Linked DNA regions of Mus musculus: region 1 is linked to region 2. The links are chromatin contacts, called in public HiChIP or PLAC-seq maps. All regions are on one chromosome and are shown on one strand. Each heading gives the region's core, a stretch centred on a gene start, on an enhancer-like site or on the middle of the called end of the contact. The rest is flanking DNA. Distances are from core to core; before and after follow the strand shown. Region 1 has its middle 17 kb from the start of Ptges. Region 2 overlaps Nup188 (nucleoporin 188).

Region 1 (3,614 bases), core at 420-2,919, 600 kb before region 2:
TATAGGAAGATCCTATAGGAAGATGGGAGTGGAGACAGGAGAATTTGCCAAAGCTCGAGGGCCTGCTAGCCTGGAGGTTTTGGTGCCTCCAACCAGGTTTCTACCTGGCAAGGCAAGGGCTGACAACTGAGGCTGTACCCTGATTTCCACAGGCACTCTGGCATGCGCACACCTGCTCCTATACACAGGAACACACACAACACACACAAATAAGTCTCATTATGCACCTGACACCACACACACACACACACACACACACACACACACACATGTCCTGTGGGCTCACACACATACACACATACCCACACACACACGCACGCACACGGGCCTGGAAAGGCGGCTTATGTTCAAACTCTCTGACTGCTCTTTCAGAGGACCCTGGTTTGGTTCCCAACATCCAGATGTGGCTCACAGCTTTCTGTAACTCTGGTTCCAAGGGAATCTGATGACCTCTTTTGGCCTATGTGGACACAGCACACATCTGTACAGTAACATACATGTTGGCAAAACACCCATACACATAGAATAAAACTCTTTTTTGTTTGTTTGTTTTTTTCGAGACAGGATTTCTCTGTGTAGCCCTGACTGTCTTGGAACTCACTTTGCAGACCAGGCTGGCCTCGAACTCAGAAATCTGCCTGCCTCTGCCTCCCAAGTGCTGGGATTAAAGGCATGAGCCACCACAACCCGGCAGAATAAAACTCATTAAAAGTGTGTTTGTGTGTGCCTGTGTGTGTCGGGGGGAGGGGATGGACATGTTAGTGCAGTATCTTTGGAGGCAGGAGAGGGCATGGACCTCCCCGAGCTAACCAATATAGAGGCTGGGGACTGACTTCTGTCCTCAGCAAGGGCAGTGCACACTCTCAACACTCAATCACTCTTCCCAGCCCATCCAGGGCTCATGTACTCAGGTGGGCCTTGAACTCACTGTACAGCTGTGGGTTGCATACCTATATATCAGCATACCTAGTTTATTAAACTGGTCATGGAACCCAGGGCTTAGTGCATGCCAGCCAATCACTACACCAGCTGAGTCCCATCTCCAATTCCTGCACTCCTGTTTTCTGATCCAGAAAACAGAAATAATAAAATCTACCTCTCTGAGCAGTGGCATGCCTTTTATCCCAGCACTCGGGAGGCAGAGGCTCTGTGAGTCCAAGGACAGCCTGATCTACATAGCAAATTCCAGGTCAGCCAGGACTATGTAGTAAGACCCTGTCTCAAAAGCAATAGTGGTGGTACTAGAGAGTTGGCTCAACAGTTAAAAGTACTAGCTCTTAATCAGAACCAAGTTCGATTCCCAGCATCCACATGGCAGCTTGCAACTGTCTATAACTCCAGTTCCAGGGGATCCAACACCCTCTTCTGATTTCAGAGGTCATTATGCACACTGGATACATACATACATACATGCAGGGAATTCATTCATGGACATGCAATAGTAATAATAGATGTACAGAGGTCTACATAATATGAAGATTAGATAAGTTATGCCTGGCACGTGGTAAGCATTATATAAGTGCCATAAAAAAAAATCCGCAGGAAGCTTGGCTCCTGACTCTGTTATGACTCATGGTATCTTTCAAGATAAAACACTGCCGGCGAATCCCGATGGTGAAGATTAGACAGAGGGAGGTGAGGTGGTGATGTCAGCCTAGGGTTGGCTTTGGTTACAGCCTGGGTTGACTCATTCAGGTTCAGGAACAGCTTCGTGGGCACACCCAGCCAGCCATGCTTAGAACGGCCTTTGTGTTTTTAATGCTCATCCACTGTTTATTTGGCTATTTTTTTTTTTTTGAGACAGGGTCTCACATAGTCCAGGCTTGCTAGGAACCGGATATGTGTCCAGTCTTGAGCTTCCAAGCATTCTATCACCATCTCTTGAACTGTGAGATTACAAGTGTGAACCGCCACACAGGGTCTAGACTTTCCTGGGCACAGACCCAGTGCTTCTTGTATGCAAAGCGAGCGTTTCACCAATCAACCTTTGTTTCCTGTTGGGCTTCATGTTTTTGTTGTCATTTTTAAAGAACAGAATGCTTTAAAGTATTATTTTGGGTATTTGTGTTTGTGCATATATACCACATGCGTGTGGTACCCACAGTAGTGAAAAGGGGGTGTTGACTCCTCGGAGTTGGAGTTATAGGTGTAGACACCCCACATGCACGCTGTTAACTGAGATCGGTCCAAGTTCTTACCCTGATGCTTTGTCAGCCCCACCCGTCTTTCTTCTCCACTTTTTTTCCTTTCTTTTAGTTTCTTTTCTTTTCTTTCTTTCTTTCTTTCTTTCTTTCTTTTTTTTTTTTTTTTTTTTTTTTTTGTCAAACGACATTTGAAAACACATTCTCTAGCTGGCTGGGTGTTGGTGGTGCACGCCTTCCATCCTAGTACCCTTGAGGCACAGGCAGGGGGATCTCTGAATTCCAGGCCAGCCAGAATGATCTAAAACAGCCAGGATATATATAGTTAGACCTGCCTCAAAAAAAAAAAAAAAAAAAATCAAAAATAAATAAATAATACAAACAGGGTTTTACTATGTAGCCCTGTGTGGCTTAAAACTTACTCTGTAGACCAGGTTGTCCTTGAACTCACAGAAATCCACCCACCTTCATCTCTAGAGCTGGACTACCGACCTTTATCACATAAAGGTTGACATAACTTGTCTGCTTTTTATTTGAGCCGGGGCTTCAAGTAGCTTAAGGTGTCCTTGGCTCTTTGTGTGGCAAAGGATAAACTACTGATGCCCCTGGCTCTGTCTCAAGTGCTGAGATTATAGCTATGTGCCACCATGCCTGGCTTTACTGTCTCTGCCTTGCAACACACACACGCACACACACACACACACACACACACACACACACTCACACAGCACTGGGGCCAGAGCACAGGGCTTAGAACACGCCCTGAACACGCTCAGCCACTGAACTACACCCAACCCCTTTAACATTCTTAACCTTTGAATAAAGAGCCCTGCATTTTCCAGTTTGCTTCCAGTTGCAGAAAGGACATGGCCAGACCTGCTTGGAGCTTCCGTTCTTCCTGTGCCCTCGGCAGTGATAGTCTCCTGGAAAGAGATTTCCTGAGCTGGGTTGCTGGAATGTGGGGCATGGCCCTCACTGGGGGACTTGCACACACTGGATAGATCTGGTATGCGGGCTGGAGAATCCTCGAGGGCAGCTGTTTGGTCTGGAGGTCTGGTCCAGCTCTGCAGGGCAGTGAGGGAGGGGAGGGGTTTTCCTACAGAGTTCTAAGGAAAGGATCAGATCAGAAGATCTGATCAGGCTTGGCTCTCGGAAGGAACAGGGATTTTGGAAAGCTATGCAAGGAAAGATGTATTAGCTGATTCCAGCAGCGCCCCTCCTTTGGAGTGAATTTCTTGACCTCTGGCTGGAGGTGGCGATGCTTCCATCCCCCACCCAGATGCTTGTGCCCTGACTGGTACCTTGAACCCGCTAATACGATGCTGAAGACGAAGCACATGCTTTTCTGCAGAGCACCGAGGGCTCCAGACTCCCTGGCATGGGGCTGGTGAATAGGCTGAGGCCGAGACAGGCCTTCAGGGAGCACAGAGCAGAGGTGAACTTGACTTCAAGAGGGAAGGAGGAAGCAGACAC
Region 2 (4,006 bases), core at 882-3,381:
TACTAGGATTAAAGGAAGATGTGTGCCACCACACCTGACTTTTCCAAGTTGAAAAAAACAAAACAAACAAACAGGAAAAAAAAAACCCAAACAGGGTCAACAGATAAAGGCACTTGCTGCCAAGCATAATGAGCCAACTCTGACACCTGGGACCTCACATGGTGGAAGGAGAGAACCAATTCCCAAAAGTTGTCCTCTAACCTCCATAAATATACTTAAGTGTATGCACACAAACTAGATAGTCATTTTTATTATTTTATGTATTTATGTATTTATTTTGTACACAAGATCTCACAGTTCTATTCAGGTTGGTAGTGAACTCACAGGCTCAAGTGATCTTTCAGTCTCAAATCTTTCAAGTAGCTGGGTTCTAGAACTGTGTGCTACCAAGCCTGGTTTCAAATACACTTAACATCAAATTTCTCGTATTATTAACAGAACTGTGTGCTGTAGGGCTGGTTCCCATTTAATCCCAGTGCTCACTTGGGAGGCTGAGGTGAAAGCTAGTGTGGGCTACAAAGTTAAGACTAGTCTCAAAACCAAAAAACAGTTTGTGTTTTTGTGACTGGCAAGCCACCTGCAGGGTTTATATGTGACATAATCTATATGAGACTACAAGCTATCAACACAGCATGCTCTAAGATAACAGTTTCTCTTTAAGATGGAGTGGCATTCCTCTTTACACATATAGCACATGTTCATTTACCTCTCAAATATCCACTCGAAAACTTTTATTTTATACACAGCCTTTTCCCAACCATCTCTTGTTGAGGACTGTGGTTATGAAAATGACACGCTAGTTCCTAAGAGTTCACATGTTCAATGCAGTATTATGTATGAAGGCCTGACGCTGATGCATAATGATTGCAGAGGACCAAAGGGATGAGCGAGGTAGTTGCTGGTCCTTGTAGGAGACAGCAGCAGAGGGCACACAGCCAGGACAGTAGGCTATGCCCCTTTCTCTGTAGTACTGAAGTATGCTCTGCAAAAGTGGCACGTATGGTTAGCCAAGCAGTCATCACCCTGGTGCCAGGAAGGTTTACAGAGCACGTTCATCTTTCAATTTTTTTTTTTTTTTGAGACAGGGTTTCTCTGTGTAGCTCTGGCTGTCCTGGAACTCACTCTGTAGACCAGGTTGGCCTTGAACTCAGAAATCTGCCTGCCTCTGCGTCCGGAGTGGTGGGATTAAAGGCGTGTACCACCACTGCCCGGCGATCTTTAAATATTTTAAGGCAGACCATAAAGACTACCATTTTGACTTAGCTTTGTGGAATATTCTAAAAGCGAGGAGAACTAAACTGGCAAAATAATGTTTGAGTCTTTCCAAATCTTAGCCGTCTACATTGCTGTACAAGCTGTTCTCACCACAGCTGTACACTGGACCACTGCTCTCTGTATAAAGAATACTATTCCACTGAGACGGAGTGGAAGAAGCAACAAGACTCTACTGGGTAGAGCAAGCAATGTACAGAGTCAACAGTGTCTGACAGAATTCCCACTGTAGTGCAGATGGTGATCCTATGATGGTGGTCCTTTTCATGCAGCTTGCTAATCCAGTCTTCGTCCTTTTGAGACAGGGTCTCAATATTTAACCCTGGCTATCCTAGAACTTGCTGTGTAGACCAGGTTGGTCTTGTACTCTGCCTGTCTCTGTCTCTACCACTGTCAGCCCAATTTAAATCTTAACAACCATTCACACAAAACAGGTCATTAGAAGGATTATCTATTTTCTACATCTTTGAGCCTACTAACTTTTTTTGTTTGTTTGTTTGTTTGTTTTTGAGACAGGGTTTCTCTGTGTAGCCCTGGCTGTCCTGGAACTCACTCTGTAGACCAGGCTGGCCTTGAACTCAGAAATCCGCCTGCCTCTGCCTCCCAAGTGCTGGGATTAAAGGCATGTGCCACCATGCCCGGCAAACCTATTAACTTTTAAGTCTGATTTATAATATGACACCAAATAATGTGTAATGGTGACAAGTGAGACCCATCTCCTTTTTGGTGTGTCACCCGAGATAAACTACAGCACTGGAGCAGAGGTGACCCTCCAAACCCACACTGCACATCAGTTCATGGGCCACACATGACTTGGGCAGGAAGTCAGTGTAATCAGCAATGGACTTTCACTTACTTTAACTCTGACATCACTAAGCAAACAATCCCCAAAGTCTCTCCACAAGGTGGAGCTTCCAGGGAGCGTATAGAAAGCACATCTGACAGTATCAGAAGAAAATGTGCATTATTCCGTCCGTGATTTCTACAAGGACTTGTGTGAACACTAAAACTGAGGAGGGCACTTTGGTGCACACCTTTAACTTCTAGCACTCAGGAGGGAGGGTCTATAGGATCTCTGAGTTTGAGGCCAGCCTGGTCTATAGTGTAAGTTCTATGATAGCTAGGGCTATGTAAACAAACAGACACTGTCTCAACACACACACACACACACACACACACACACACACACACACACACACACACACACATAAAACAACCCATCCAAAAAAGATTTTAAATCAAATTTGAAGTGCTAAAACTTGGGCTTGAGCTGGGCATGGTGGCGCACGCCTTTAATCCCAGAACTCGGGAGGCAGAGGCAGGTGGATTTCAGAGTTTGAGGCCAGCCTGGTCTACAAACTGAGTTCCAGGACAGCCAGGGCTATACAGAGAAACCCTGTCTCAAAAAAAAAAAAAAAAAACAAACAAACAAAAAAACAAAACAAAACAAAAAAACTTGGGCTTGAGAGATGGCTCAGTGGTTAAAAGCACTGACCACTCTTCCAGAAGTCCTAAGTTCAAATCCCAGCAACAACATGGAGGCTCACAACCATCTGTAATGGTATCCAATGCCCTCTTCTGGTGTGTCTGAAGACAGCTACTCATGTATTCACATACATGAAATAAATATATCTTAAAAAAAATACTAAAACTAAACACAATATAGGAATATTTCACTAGTATCAACATGTACATACAGAAAACAGCAAAACTGTTTTTCTTCTAGTTTGATATTTGAATTATATGTATATAAAAAGATGGGTGCTCTGAAGAACACTTTAGGGCTGGATCCTATCTCATACTGCATAGACTCTGTGGGAAAAATGTTTAAATAGGAAACCTGAAACCTCCAGTGTTTAAGGGGTGAAAAGTCATTAAGTCAGAATAAACACACACACGCACACACACACACGCGCGCGCACACACTTGCGCGCACATGCTCCCATGTCCTCAGCAGGGCTTTCCTTCAGAAACCAAGCAGTGAGTGTCCTAGCATAAGAGAACATGCTCACAAAACCTTTGGGGTTAGTGTGCCTGCTACTAACACTGTCAACTTGACACAAGCTGGAGTCATACAGCAAGCATCTCAACTGAGACAATACCCCTCTAGCCTGGCCCGTAGGTAAGTCTGTGAGGCATTTTTTGGACTAACAATTGATCTGGAAGGCCCAGCCCACTGTGAGTGGTCTCAGCCCTGGGCAGGTATGAGAATGCAGGCTGAGCAAGCCAAGAGGAGCCAACCAGTAAGCAGAGTTTCTCCATGGTCTCCGTGTCACTTCCTTTGATAATGAACTGGAAGAGAAAACCAGCCCTTGCCTCCCCAAGTTGCTCTGGTTGTATGCTCATCACAGCAACAGAAACACTAGACAGTTAGCAAGAGAAAAGGCCCATGCACTCTAAACATAGCTATGTGGAAGGATGCACATCACACACTTCACTCATCAGTGACGCAGACCTCTGCCCTGTTTACCTTGTTACAGCACAACAGTAACACAGTAAGGGAAACTAGTGATGCAAAAACATTCATTTAAAAAAAAAGAAAAAAAAGGCAGAAGCTCAGTATGAAGTAGGAAAATCATGTATTCTGAGCCAGCGTGGGCTAACAGCAAAACAAGATGCTCTCAAAACAATCAAGCAGTCGGGAGTGGTGGTGTACACCTTTAATCCCAGTACTCAGGAGGCAGAGGTAGGTGGATTTCTGAGTTCAAGGCCAGCCTGGTCTACAAAGTGAGTT

Evidence for each region. HiChIP or PLAC-seq counts read pairs in DNA pulled down with a chosen protein or histone mark.
Region 1: a FOXA1 HiChIP or PLAC-seq map of pancreatic cancer cells shows a contact between it and region 2. The contact joins two enhancer-like sites. A contact is called at or near these places in 1 of 39 promoter capture datasets (hippocampal neurons) and 3 of 115 datasets of contacts at active chromatin or transcription factors (bone marrow-derived dendritic cells, bone marrow-derived macrophages and pancreatic cancer cells).

What each region holds. Positions count from the first base shown.
Region 1 is chr2:30,918,381-30,921,994 of GRCm38.p6, reverse strand. It overlaps a transcript of Ptges not described here. Among named protein-coding and RNA genes, the nearest start is that of Ptges, 17 kb to the right of the region's middle. Within about 2 kb of position 1,669, at least 71 of the 459 cell types and tissues checked have an H3K27ac peak or open chromatin away from gene starts, as enhancers often do. A contact at or near this core is called in pancreatic cancer cells, where this site is marked.
Region 2 is chr2:30,317,581-30,321,586 of GRCm38.p6, reverse strand. All of the region lies in intron 15 of Nup188 (nucleoporin 188), which reads right to left. Among named protein-coding and RNA genes, the nearest start is that of Gm39780, 21 kb to the right of the region's middle. Within about 2 kb of position 2,131, at least 8 of the 459 cell types and tissues checked have an H3K27ac peak or open chromatin away from gene starts, as enhancers often do. A contact at or near this core is called in pancreatic cancer cells, where this site is marked.